Regions from separate parts of the Mus musculus genome. Here all the other regions are linked to region 3. Evidence: chromatin contacts called from public Hi-C and promoter capture Hi-C data. All regions are on one chromosome and are shown on one strand. Each heading gives the region's core, a stretch centred on a gene start, on an enhancer-like site or on the middle of the called end of the contact. The rest is flanking DNA. Distances are from core to core; before and after follow the strand shown.

The links. Promoter capture Hi-C pulls out the DNA fragments that hold promoters and counts their contacts. A called contact is a pair of places that touch in the nucleus more often than the background predicts.
Region 1: a promoter capture Hi-C map of erythroid cells shows a contact between it and region 3, with 6 times the contacts expected there. The contact joins the promoter of Tctex1d2 here to the promoter of Lmln in region 3. A contact is called at or near these places in 2 of 39 promoter capture datasets (erythroid cells and liver), 2 of 484 Hi-C or Micro-C datasets (CD4 T cells and muscle stem cells) and 1 of 115 datasets of contacts at active chromatin or transcription factors (astrocytes).
Region 2: a contact with region 3 is called in a Hi-C map of cortical neurons, with 4 times the contacts expected there. The contact joins the enhancer-like site here to the promoter of Lmln in region 3. A contact is called at or near these places in 1 of 39 promoter capture datasets (hippocampal neurons), 1 of 484 Hi-C or Micro-C datasets (cortical neurons) and 1 of 115 datasets of contacts at active chromatin or transcription factors (effector CD8 T cells).

Annotation. Positions count from the first base shown.
Region 1 is chr16:32,417,722-32,421,758 of GRCm38.p6, forward strand. Tctex1d2 (Tctex1 domain containing 2) reads left to right here and starts at 1,981. Exons shown (of 5, transcript NM_025329.4): 1 at 1,981-2,206. The coding sequence starts at 2,088.
Region 2 is chr16:33,738,199-33,742,366 of GRCm38.p6, forward strand. It overlaps Heg1 (heart development protein with EGF-like domains 1), which reads left to right. Exons shown (of 15, transcript NM_175256.5): 8 at 27-85; 9 at 365-525; 10 at 4,164-4,168. Among named protein-coding and RNA genes, the nearest start is that of Muc13, 54 kb to the right of the region's middle. Within about 2 kb of position 1,808, at least 79 of the 459 cell types and tissues checked have an H3K27ac peak or open chromatin away from gene starts, as enhancers often do. A contact at or near this core is called in cortical neurons and hippocampal neurons, where this site is marked.
Region 3 is chr16:33,060,783-33,064,581 of GRCm38.p6, forward strand. Lmln (leishmanolysin-like (metallopeptidase M8 family)) reads left to right here and starts at 1,739. Exons shown (of 17, transcript NM_172823.2): 1 at 1,739-1,952. The coding sequence starts at 1,767.

The sequences.
Region 1 (4,037 bases), core at 731-3,230, 640 kb before region 3:
CCCTTGGCATCACAAGTACCTGTTACACATTTCAAAGTCCAGTGCAGCATGGTAGCCCTTCTCACCTCCCCTATCCTAAACAGAGTTTCTCTGTGTAGACCCCAGCTGTTTTGCAGCTTGAATGAAAAGGAAGACACAACCACTGCTAAGCATGGTTGAGGAGACAAATTTCATTATAGATATGAGGAAGAGAACAGCCTGCAGCATCTGGAAGAGTCCTGACCTCCAGACTGACCATGGCCAGCAGGACAAGACTAGGCCATGAGAGGAAAGGGAGCAGTGAGAGGAACAGAAGAGAGAGGAGAGGGGGGCAGAGGACTAAGAGAGTGCATGGAACAAAGAGGGCATGTAGCCAAAATGGCAGTTATATAGGTATCAAGCAGGGGGTGGGGTGAGGTTTTGGTCGGGGAAGAGAAATGAAGCCCAGCCCCTGGGTTGGAGTGGTTTAAAGTGGGGGCCGGGTGAGAGTGATAGAAGGAGCCACAGATACTGGTCTTGGTTTTCTTTGGGATCTAACAAAACTCCCTCAGTAGAACAGGCACACCCTCTGCTCTATAGGTCTAGGACAACCAGGGCTATGCAGAAAGACCCTGTCTTGGGAAACAAAAAACAAAAAAACAAAGAGAACTGGCTGGTCTCAGACTTCAAAATCTGCCTGCCCCTGCCTACATGGTGCTGGAGTTAAAAGCATGTGCTACCATGCCCGGCTTGCCGCCCCCTCCCCGCCCCCCAACCCCCAGGCTGGGCGGTGATGGCATACGCTTTTAATCCCAACACTTGGGAGGCAGAGGCAGGCAGATTTCTGAGTTCGAGGCCAGCCTGGTCTATAGAGTGAGTTCCAGGACAGCCAGGGCTACACAGAGAAACCCTGTCTCAAAAAAACAAAAAACAGGCTGGTGAGATGGCTCAGTGGGTAAGAGCACCCTACTGCTCTCCCGAAGGTCCGGAGTTCAAATCCCAGCAACCACATGGTGGCTCACAACCATCTGTAACAAGATCTGACTCCCTCTTCTGGACAGCTACGGTGTACTTTCATATAATAAATAAATAAATCTTTAAAAAAACAAAAAACAAAAAGAGAAGAGCCAGAGACATCTGAAATAGTCGAGAGTACAGAGGGAAAGAAGTAGACTTAGAACATAGACAGGAGACTGGATGTGGTCAAGGCTATCTTTCAGGAAAGCCAGCATGTGTTTTGATACCTTCACATAAGCCTGAGTAGGCTTATGTCCCTTCTACCAGAGGTAAGGGAATTGGTCTCACAATTTCCTGAGCAATGCGGGCTTTTATCTCACAGCTAGAAATACTCTACTCCACTTTGAGCTTATATCTGGATATTTGGGCTATCTTTTGTAGTTTAGAGTTTCCTTTGAACCTCACAAGGGGGTAGAGATGGAAAGCATGTTAAGAATATATTGTATAACAAAAATGTAAAATAAAAACAAGCAAACAAAAATGTGTGCTGGGTCTGTTTGGTGGCCAACACCTGTAATCTCAGCATTTAGAAGCCAGAGGCAAGTGGCTCTCTGGGCGTTTGAAACCAGTATGGTCTACAGAGTCAGTTCCAAGACAGTCAAGAGGATTTAGAGAAACCCTGTCTGGAAACAAAGCAAAATTACATATAAATTCTACTTGTTTCCTACTTTTAACTCACAAGTTGTCCAAACCCAGAAGGGACGGTGTGCAGTTGTGACCCAGTAGCGTTCTAGTTCCAGCACCCATAGAACTTGGCACCGATAACTCTGTTATCCCAAACCTGGGGAGATGGAGGCAGGAATTAGAGGCCAGTCTGAGCTATTTGCATCCTGTCTCAAAAAAATAGGAAGAAAAAAAAAAGGAAGTTAGGTCTGGTTTGGTCTGCCTCTCAGTGGCAAGTGGTCGGTTGCCTAACTTCTCTTAAAAAGTCCTGGTCTCGGTTTGGTACTCATTTCCCAGCGGGCTCACGGCCTCCAGCCAGTGCGCAGGCGCAGCGGTGGTCACCACACGTCACGTGTGAGACCCGTTGCCCTAGCGACCTGTGCCGGGATCTTCGGAGCCGCAACCGACCACACTTCCTTCTAGAGATCTGTTGGACCAGACGCAGGGATATGGCTGTGTCCTTCCGCGGCCTGTCCTTATCGGCTCACTCCGAGGGCTTGAGTGAGGTCGACAAGAACTCAGGGGAGCCTGAGAACACCTACATTCTGAGGCCCATTTTCCAGCAAAGGCGCGTAGCAGACAGGGCACGGAGGGCGATGTGGGGATGGGGCCGGGGCTTTTGGATGCGTGAGCTTCCCTAAGGAGACACGGAGAGGGGCCGGGCTGGGGAAGGGATTGGGCGGGTTTATGCATTCCGACGTAGTGATTTCTCCATCACGGAATTCTGCAGTCTGACTAGCAGGTCTTACCGGGAGCCTAAACTGGCGCTGTGGAAGTGGTTGACTTCTTGGAGGCTTTAGGGGGTGCGCACGCGGGACAGGAAAAATAGAAGCTGGAAACAAGCGGCTTACAAGCTGTACTCCTATGGTTACTGTGTGCATACCTGTGCCAGGAAGGATATGCTTACTTCTGGCACCCGACTTGTGTCTTTACAAAGCCCTTTTCATATAGCGTCGATCGCCACCTTAGGTTGCTAGAAGAGGGCGGTCAGTTCAGACTATAGGACATATACATCACTAACTTCATCTTACAAAAGAAAAAAAAAGGTTCGTGTGCTTGTGGGTGTGGCTGAGTGTTTGGGTGTATGCATGCTACTTAGGATCAAGGGATAACTTTGGGGAATTGGTTCTGTTCTGTTCTTGAACTATGTGGATCCTGGAGATTGAACCCAGGTATCAGGTTTGGGTACAAGGCCCTTTACCAGCTAGCCATCTCACTGCGCCCAAGAGAGGATTTTTTTGTCCCCAGGGTATGCAACTGGTTGGTGAAGGGCTGTAGAGATAGCTCAGTCTGTCACTGCTTGCTCTGAAAGCATGAAGACCTGAGTTCAATTCCTGCACCCCTGTAAAAAGTCGTCGTACACTGTAATCCCGGTGATGGGAATTTGGTCCCAGTAATAGAGAAACAAGACTCTAGGACTCCCTGGCTAGCCATCCTGGCTTCATCTGCAAATCCCAGTGAGATACCCTGTCTCAAAATCATGGTGGAGGGCTGGAGATATTTCTCAGTGGTTAACAGCACTGACTACTCCTCCAGAGGCCTGCGGTTGAGTTCCCAGCACCCACATGAAGATCAGATGCTGTCTTCTGGCCTCTGTGGGCAGAGGTTGCATGTGGTACTTAGTCACACATGCAAACAAAATACCCATAGACATAAAATAAGTAAATCCTTAAAAAAAAAACAACCCAACAACAAACAAGGTAGGGGAGAGTGGCTATATTTCCATAGCAGCTTCACGAAGCCGTTTTCACATGAATATAGAAAAATGCATGTTTTGTTACCTCAGTAAATGTTCTAAATATATAGAATGGTATTGAGCTGTATTTCTCTGTACACAGTGAAGAATGATGTTAGTAACAAACATGCCAGTGATCCTATGAGTTCATATGTGACTTGTCCGAAGAGCGGCTTAGCATTTTATGAAAGACTGAACAAGCATAAGCAAGGGCTGGAGAGATTTGCTCCTCCTGGAGAGTACCCAGCGTGGGTTCCCACCACCCACACTGCAGCTCACAATTGTTTGTAATCCCAAGGGCAGCAGGAGTTAAACACATATATACAGGGGAAAACACACATAAAAATTATATATATGTGTGTGTGTGTGTGTGTGTGTGTGTGTGTGTGTGTGTGTAAAAAGGAAAAAGCTTAAGCAGGCCAGTAAGATGGCTCAGCTGGTAAAGGCACTCGTTTTCAAACCTGATGCCAGAGTTCAATCCTGAGACTTAGGTAGTGAAAGGAAAAAACGAATTCCCATACACATGCCATGACACAAAATAAACGCTTTAAAAAAAAAGCTTAAGGGAAGAAGTAAATAATAATATTGGGTTGGGTCAGTGCTAAGGATTTAAAACAGAGCCTCATGCGTGCAAGGATGAGCTATATTCCCAGACCCTTAGATA
Region 2 (4,168 bases), core at 558-3,057, 680 kb after region 3:
TCTGACAACCGGGTTCTTCATTTCAGCTAAACGTGTGTTTTTCAACATTGCCCGGTTATATCCGAACTACAGCCCATGTGTCTAGGTGAGAAACAGAATTTCTTTTGCTTATGATCTGATCTGTGGAATTGGGGGGGGGTGTGTGTGTGTGTGTGTGAAGTGGTACTGTTCCCAAATGAGTGATCAAAATAAAGCCAGTCTCTGTTTTACAGCCAATACACCGGGTAACCCAAGACCACGGTCTCTGGGCCTTTATACTCTCCTATTTTTTCTGTGGAGAATGGCAGTAACATGTACTTTGCAAGCTACCTGGAACCCACATGTCATTTCAAGTCAGTTAAGGCCTTGCTAACTTTGCCCACAGGGAGCCCAGTACAGTTTTCATCTCACTGAAAACCACCTTTGCCCTGGCCTCCAATGTGACACTGTTTGACCTGGCAGACAGGATCCAGAAATATGTCAACTCCTGCAGGTCCTCTGCTGAAGTCTGCCAGCTCTTGGGGTCTCAGAGGCGGGTCTTTCGAGGTAAGATGGGAGTCCTCTAGGGGGGGAAACCTGCTCTTGCAGGTAGGCATAGACTTAGAGATGGGAGGTTTGGGGACTCAGGCCCAGAAAAGCTCCTTCACAGAGCTTGTCTTTAGAAGTTATAAGCACAAGCCTTCATGACACTCAGTGCACACATCTGTCTACACATGGCCTTTTACAGCATCAGCTCCTTGGTATCTGGCTCCTTCTTTTCTTCTATACAGTGCCAGGGTGAGAGGAAGATATTACAGGAGCTGAAGGAACCAAAAGCTGTTACTCCCGCTTCCTGGGGAGACAGAAAGTGACATATAGAGTCTGTCAAGTTGCCAATGATCCAACAATCTTTATATGGTGATGACTAAGAAAAAACAAAGAGCTATGCTCATGCAGTATTACCTATCTTTTGTTTGTTTTCTATCATAAAACCATAGAATGACTAAGAGGGAGCATGGCAGGATGCTCCCAGGAGTGCCGTAATGACAGGACTCTCCCTTCCTTTGTTCTTGTTTGGTCGGAGGCTCTTGCCCTGTGTTGGGGTAAGGCCAATGAGAAAGGTGACTCAGGACAAGTCTGGAAGACAGACTTGCGTCTTTCAGGGATAGTTTTATAGCTGGGAGAAGAACACTTTGCTGGAATGAGAACCGCCCCTAGACACAGTGGGCTAGTCCCTCTTGGTGATCAAAGTGTACTCTGGTTAGCTCATTGGACCAGTGGTTGAGGTCTGGCAAAGGAAGGAGAGCTTAGGCTAAGTCTCCCCCATCTGGCATCCAGATGTTAGACATAAATTGAAGGTATCAGGTTTTGGTGCCATATCCGCTGGTTAGTCTAGGCCATTCCCAGTGGGTCAGGATGTTGTAACTGCTGGTCCAGAGCTTTCCTCGAGTGAACAGTTGCACTGCAGAGCTTGGGAGCTGATGCTTTCACCCTGAGATAGGCTCTGGGGGGCTGGCTACTTAGTAACTGGGGGGAAATGAGCTGAACATAACAGAGTTGGAGTGTTTTTGTTCAAAGTTCATGCCCTGTTCTAGGGTGCTGGATACTTTGAGGCTCTCTGGTTGTATGGTTTTGTTTCTCATGCCCAGGGCTCCAGGGTACTATTTTTCCTCCCAGTGAGGTAGGCACCCTTCAGTTTGCTAACCATTTCTAGACTGCATTTGGCGTGGTCAGCATTGGACCAAGGTACTTTTCTGTTGCCAGCTTGTGCATCTGTGCTTTGCAGATCAAGTTGGCAAGATTGTGTGGATGCGCAAGAGCCTGCCCTAGCAGGAGTGCTCGCTCACCCAGCTGCTTTGCTTGGACTGCCCCCATGTGGCCTATAGAAAGACTCTTGTCCCCATGAGGAGGCCATCCTCACTGTGTTCCCTTCCAGTCCCTTGAGCATAAAGACAGCCATGCCTAGTAGCCAAAATTGGACTCACATCTGTTTTTCCTCCAGATCTTCTCTAGGTTTTGCCAAAGGATCCAGCTCTGGCTCTTGGTAATTTTTCTGGAGCTAGAGAGGAGGCTAGACCAGCAGGTGCTGCACACCTTTGGGTTTCTAGCATCCGGGCAGCACTAGGATGCTCTGGACATTGCCGCTGGCGAGAAGGGCTTTGTCCCCTCAGTTCAGAGAATGTCCATCTCCCTCCTTTCAAAGCCCTTTAGTCCTCATGGTCTCCTGGGATTTAGAGACTTTGGAAATCCCCCCTCATGGCCTCAGCCTTGGCTTACTGAGTACTCATTGTCTATCTTGACGGATGTTATGCCCAGGAAAGACCATGGGAACGGTGAATGCAGAAGACTCACATCACCAAGGATCGATTTAAGTGAGATTCTGCATGGTCCTTTTGGGTGGCTTTATGAGACACGTTCATTGAGAAAGCCACTCCTCATTGGAGGGGCGGGGCCTGCCCTCCCTGTTCAAGCAGAAATCTGGCAGCAGGCAGGAACTGGTTGCTTTTGGCAATGAATATTCGTTAGCAGCCTAGATCAGTGGGCAGGATGGAAGGAGAACTTAACATTGACTTCCAGAAAATACCCAATCAGAGTGGGATTTCCCAGCCTAGGATGGCCTGGATACTCCTTATACTTGGAGGTGTTTTTCTCTGCTAAGTCTCATTGACTGGCAAAGCCTTCAGAGAAGTCAGATGTGAGGTGCCGGAAGCTGAGTTCCTCCCTGGTGCCAGCTTTGCAAAGTTTGCCTGGTGAGATTTTTCCGTTTAAACATTTCCCCTTAAATACAAACTTTTTTTTAAAAACAATAAACAAAGGAGCCCAGATTTAACATGTCAGCTTCCACTGATAAAGGCAGGAAATTCAATTCAGCACTGGGAAATGAAGCTGTGCCCTAATTCACCCGGCTAGACAGTCAGTCTCAGTTCTCGGGACCCTCAAGAGGGATGGATGCTGGGAATTCCACACGGGGCCCATCAAGCCCTGGTGTCAGCTCCCATCACCAGAATTTGCCCAGGCAAGGGTTAATTTTGCAGAATTAACAGGCACCTTCTGAAGAGCCTGGGGCCTTTTCTTTGACAATGCCTACAAAATTAGCACCCAATTTTCATTGTACAATGCTCAGACTCTTCCCATCCCCCTGCCACTCTCCTCCTGGGTTCAACTTGCTTTTGACCCCCCAACAGCAGAAGCACACATCTGCCATGTGAGGATAAGTTATTAGCCGCTGTCATGTTGGTTTCATAGTTCTGTTCTCCCTGTGCGCCCACTGACGTGTATCTTGGGTGGTAAAATGTACTCTTCATTATCTTGGCCGTATTAAAACCTCCCAGAGGACTATGTGCCCAGCAGTGAATGCTTTTTGATACGAATAAGCTGATTCTTTATCAACCATGAGATGAATAAAGCCCCCAAATGAACACAAAACCAGCCTTAAAACTGGGTTCTTTCCTCGTCTGCCTGTTTCTCCTGGTGATGGTGTAGCGACTGATCAGGCCAGTAGGACTTCCCCACCCCCACCCCCACCCCCACCCCCACCCCCACCCCAGCACATGCTCACCTACTGGTCTCTGTGCTGCAGATCCAGTGCTGAATAAACCTTCCTAACACTGTAGTGGGGAGACAAACAGACAGACAGACAGACAGACAGACAGACAGCTTCCTGCCAACCCTGGGGAATCAGATTACCATACAAACCTCGTTCTATAATAAGCCTCCAAAAGGCAACACACTGAGAGCAAAGCAAGCTGCCTTACCACAGAGTGGTCCTGGGCCCCTAGGACACAGAGCCCGGACATGTTTCCACTTGAGACTGGTCTGACTGTATTGGTTGGTTTGGGTCCAAGCTCCTGACTTCCTAAGAACATGGTCACATTTTCTGGGTTTGTTCCAGCCCCACCCCCCACCTCCCTTACTCCCAGTCCTTAAACGTGAAGGTACAGAATACACCAGGCTGCATTTGTAGGTTGGGCAGCGCCCTTTCCTTCCTCAGTTTGGTTTCTCCATAGGGAATGCTTGTGAATATTTATTTACTGGCGGTGACCAGGGAACAAGAGGTAGAGACTGTGTAGGGCCTCAGAGGACTATGGTTCCAAGAAGACTCTGGGAAACTCTCCCCTGAGCCTATTGAAATAGCAAGTTCATGCGTCATAAGGTGTGAAGAAGAGGTTTGGTTTGGTCTCACTGCCTTGTTTTTCACATCCCAGCGGGC
Region 3 (3,799 bases), core at 489-2,988:
TTACAAAAGTATGCAGGGCTCTCAAACACATGAAGGTTTGAGGATATCCTGGAAATAAGGCATATTTAGGTTGCTAACAAGTTCTTTTATTAACCAATTTAGACTGGACTGTGCTACAGAGCCTGAGCTATTAAAGAAATGGCCAGGCAGTGGTGGTCAAATCTCTTGAGTTAAAGGCCAGCCTGGTCTATAGTGAGGTACCCCCACACCCCAAAAAATGGTTGAGTCCTTTCCACCAAGATGATGGTACTGCAACTATTGCGGGGAAAACTGCATCAGAGGGCACAAGGCAGTTCCCAGAAAGGTTGGTTAGTTCAAAGCGAAGTTGGCATTGCAAGTTGTACTTTTGGAAAAGTGTTCCTTGCTGGGTTGTGAGTGGTCTCCAAAGGAGTAATAAAGAGCAACTAGGTTAGCTCACTAGATTCCTATGTACTTAATATTGGAAACTACTTTTTAGGGGTGTCAGTCTTGGATTTATTATAATCTAAATTGTTTTCCCCAAAAGCTACTTGTGTGTCAGTTATGTGGTCAGCAGTGACCACTGGAAAGGTTAGGTGTCTGAAAGGAGCGGCACAGGGGTCTTAGGTACTCCGCTGGGATTTTTTTTTTTTTTTTCTTCGAGACAGGGTTTCTCTGTATAGCCCTGGCTGTCCTGGAACTCACTCTGTAGACCAGGCTGGCCTTGAACTCAGAAATCCACCTACCTCAGCCTCCCGAGTGCTGAGATTAAAGGCGTGCGCCACCACGCCCGGCGGGATTTTTTTTTTTAAAAGATTTATATGTAAGTACACTGCCACGCCCGGCGGGATTTTTTTTTTTTAAAAGATTTATATGTAAGTACACTGTAGTCTTTAGATACAGAAGAGGGTGTCAGATCTATCTTGACAAATCACCATAAACTGAGGTGGGGTTTGCAATTTTGAGAACTGAAATTGAATGGACAATAAGTGCTGCTTTAAACAATTTCTAGAATTCCATCTTTAAAGTAGTTAGGAAGCCCAGCAGTGGTGACACGCCTTTAATCCCAGCAATTGGGAGGCAGAGGCAGGCAAATTTCTGAGTTCGAGACCAACCTGGTCTACAAGAGTGAGTTCCAGGACAGCCAGGGATACACAGAGAAACCCAGTAACAACAACAAAAAAGAGGCGGGATGGGCTTTGGAAGCTGAATAGTTATGTTTACAAAGTTGAGCCAATGTTGGGAATTAAGTATTTGCGGTAAGCAGAGAAAGGTTGAGACTCCTTTAAGGTATAAGGAATGACTTACACATGCTATGGCAAGTGACCTTTGCGCAGACTTCAACCTTGTAGCTCGGGGCTCTCTAACTTTCCCTGTGTAGTGGGTAGACAAGCTGTCACATATGTACCATAACCCTAGTTGGCTGTCCAAATAGCTTTGGTAGTTACGTGATGGTGCTGGAGTGGACTGAAGGGTCTGGTTCACAGGACCAGCTGTGGGCCGAGCGCTTAGCTGCTACGGAATGAAGTGGCAGCAGCAGCTTCTGAATGCGCCGCTCCGCACGCCCGACCGCTTTGCACTAATCCCCGCTAGCCCAGGGTTCCCACAGCTCAGTTCACGTGGGCTGCCCCGCGGCGCTCATTGGCCAGCTCCGCGCGTCGCCGCGGTCGCCGCTGCCCTCGTCCTCCGCCGGACCCGGCGTAATGCCGGCCAATGGCGAGGCGGCTTACGGCCCGCCACCTGTCCGCGGCGAGGGCGGGCGGCGGCGAGGAGGCGTCGCACTCCATGGTAACGACGCCGGCCCGAAGATGGCGGCCGCTGGGTCTGGAGGAGCGGGCGGCCCGGGACCAGGGCCGCGAGGCCGCTGGGGCGGCTGCCTGTGGGTGCGAGGCGTCCTGCTTGTGCTGGGCGGGCTCCCGGCCGGTGCCGGAGCTGCTCCCGTCTCCCTGGGCACTTCGCCTCCGTGTCGCCATCACGTCCTTTCGGACACTGAGGTAGGGCGAAGCGGGGCGCGAACGGGCCGGGCGAGGGAGTGGCTGGAGTAACGTGGAGGGTGTGGCGTCCCGGATGGCGGACTGCAGGTGCTCTGCAGGAGAAAGCCCTCGCCCGACCCGCAGGACCCGCCGGACCCGCGGGACCCGCCGTCAGCCCCTGCTGCCTGCAGAGCAGCTGAGTTAGGCACTTGTCCCCTCCCGTTCCGCTTAGCCAGTAGTACCACAAACTTGGACGAGCATCAGAATAATCGAAGCGCTTGTTAGAACAGATTGCCGCCCCGCTCCCCCCACTTTCTGACTCAGGAGCTCTGGCATGCATCCCCACAATTCGGATTCCTAGATACTGATGCTGCTTACTTAAGCACCACACCGAGAACCTCTTATCCGAAGACTTGAGAAACAGTTGAAGGGAGAACCAGACAGAGCTGTTGGTAGGAAGGCTACTACTGAGAAAACTCAGGAGACCAAAGTTCAGGATTCGTTTTCTAGTTAGTTATGGCTTTGCTGCCTTTATCCCATCCCCTCTGCTCTGTAAAGTCTGCACCTCCTTTCACCTCAACTCTCTCTCAGTCTTTATAAATTCTTGTAGTCTCGGTTCACTCAGATCTGCCTACCAAAACCTCCCCAGTAGAGCGTTCTTCCCATTTCGTCTGGAGGCCTTATCTGTATTCTGGCATTGAACCAGGTTCTCTTCTGTGCTACGCGTAGCTTTCAGCCTTGCCTTGCAGTGTTCAGACTGGCCTTGAACTTACTGTGTAGCTCAGGCTGGCCTGGAATTTGAGATCCTTCTGCCTCAGTTTCCAGAGTGCTGGGGTTGTAGAAGTATGATATCACTTCTGGCTCTGCTCATCGTTTATCCTCTCCAGTGAGCTTTTTGTTTTGTTGGTGTTCTTTTAACACACACACACACACACACCCCTCCCCCTCGTTTGGTTCTTTCTGTTATTGCTAGCCTTCCTCGACACCTTATTATACGCTCATTTCCCTGTAAGCCCAGTGAGCACATGACAGTCGCATTAAGGGAGTTGCTTCAATTCAGGGCTGAAGAGGTGGTTTCTGCTCCCTGCTCTCTTCCCTCAGCACACATCACATTCTTCTGCTGGGTCTCGTAACTGTTAAGTTTTCATTAGGTAGTGGCCACTGTGAGCCTCCCCCTCGCAGTCTTTCTCCCCGTTACCTTGTGCTACTGTAAGGTCTGAACATGTGTTCTCATTAAGCCCGTAATGCTCTGTGTTCTGCCTCCTGCACAAAACCCCTGGGAAAAGGGGGCCTTACAAGTCAGAGGCACCGTTCCTGTATTTCAAAAGCAGACCTTGCAAGCTGTGTCTTTTCTCCTCTAGTGCCTTCAACTAGTATTCTTTAGTCGTTTTGTTTTCTGAATCAGGGTCTCCTGAGGCCCGGGCTGGCATGGAACTCACTCTGTAGCCTCTACTTGCCTTCATTTCCCAAGTCTTGGTATTATAGGGGTGGATTACCACATTTGGCTTCAAGTGGAACTGGTTTTAAATAGTTCTTCCAAATTTGACAATATATATTATCTATATGACGCTGCCATTCCATTCCTAGAAGCTAGCAGTTCCACTTTTGTATGCTAGTGCTGAGTTTGGTGCTCTGGATTCTGCAGTCTGTATGTGGTCTAGTGCGTATGTAAGTCAGAGAGGGAATAAGCTATGTTTCTCTTAACTTTTCTCAAATAGCCCCTTTTCCACAACATCTCTCCTTAACCTGTTCCTCTAAAGTTGACTTTCGTGCCTTCTGTTTGTGACCTTGAATCAGTTTATTAGGAATTACCGGACTCAGCCGTCTTCATTACCTCAAGGCAATGTAGATGTCATACATGTATCCAA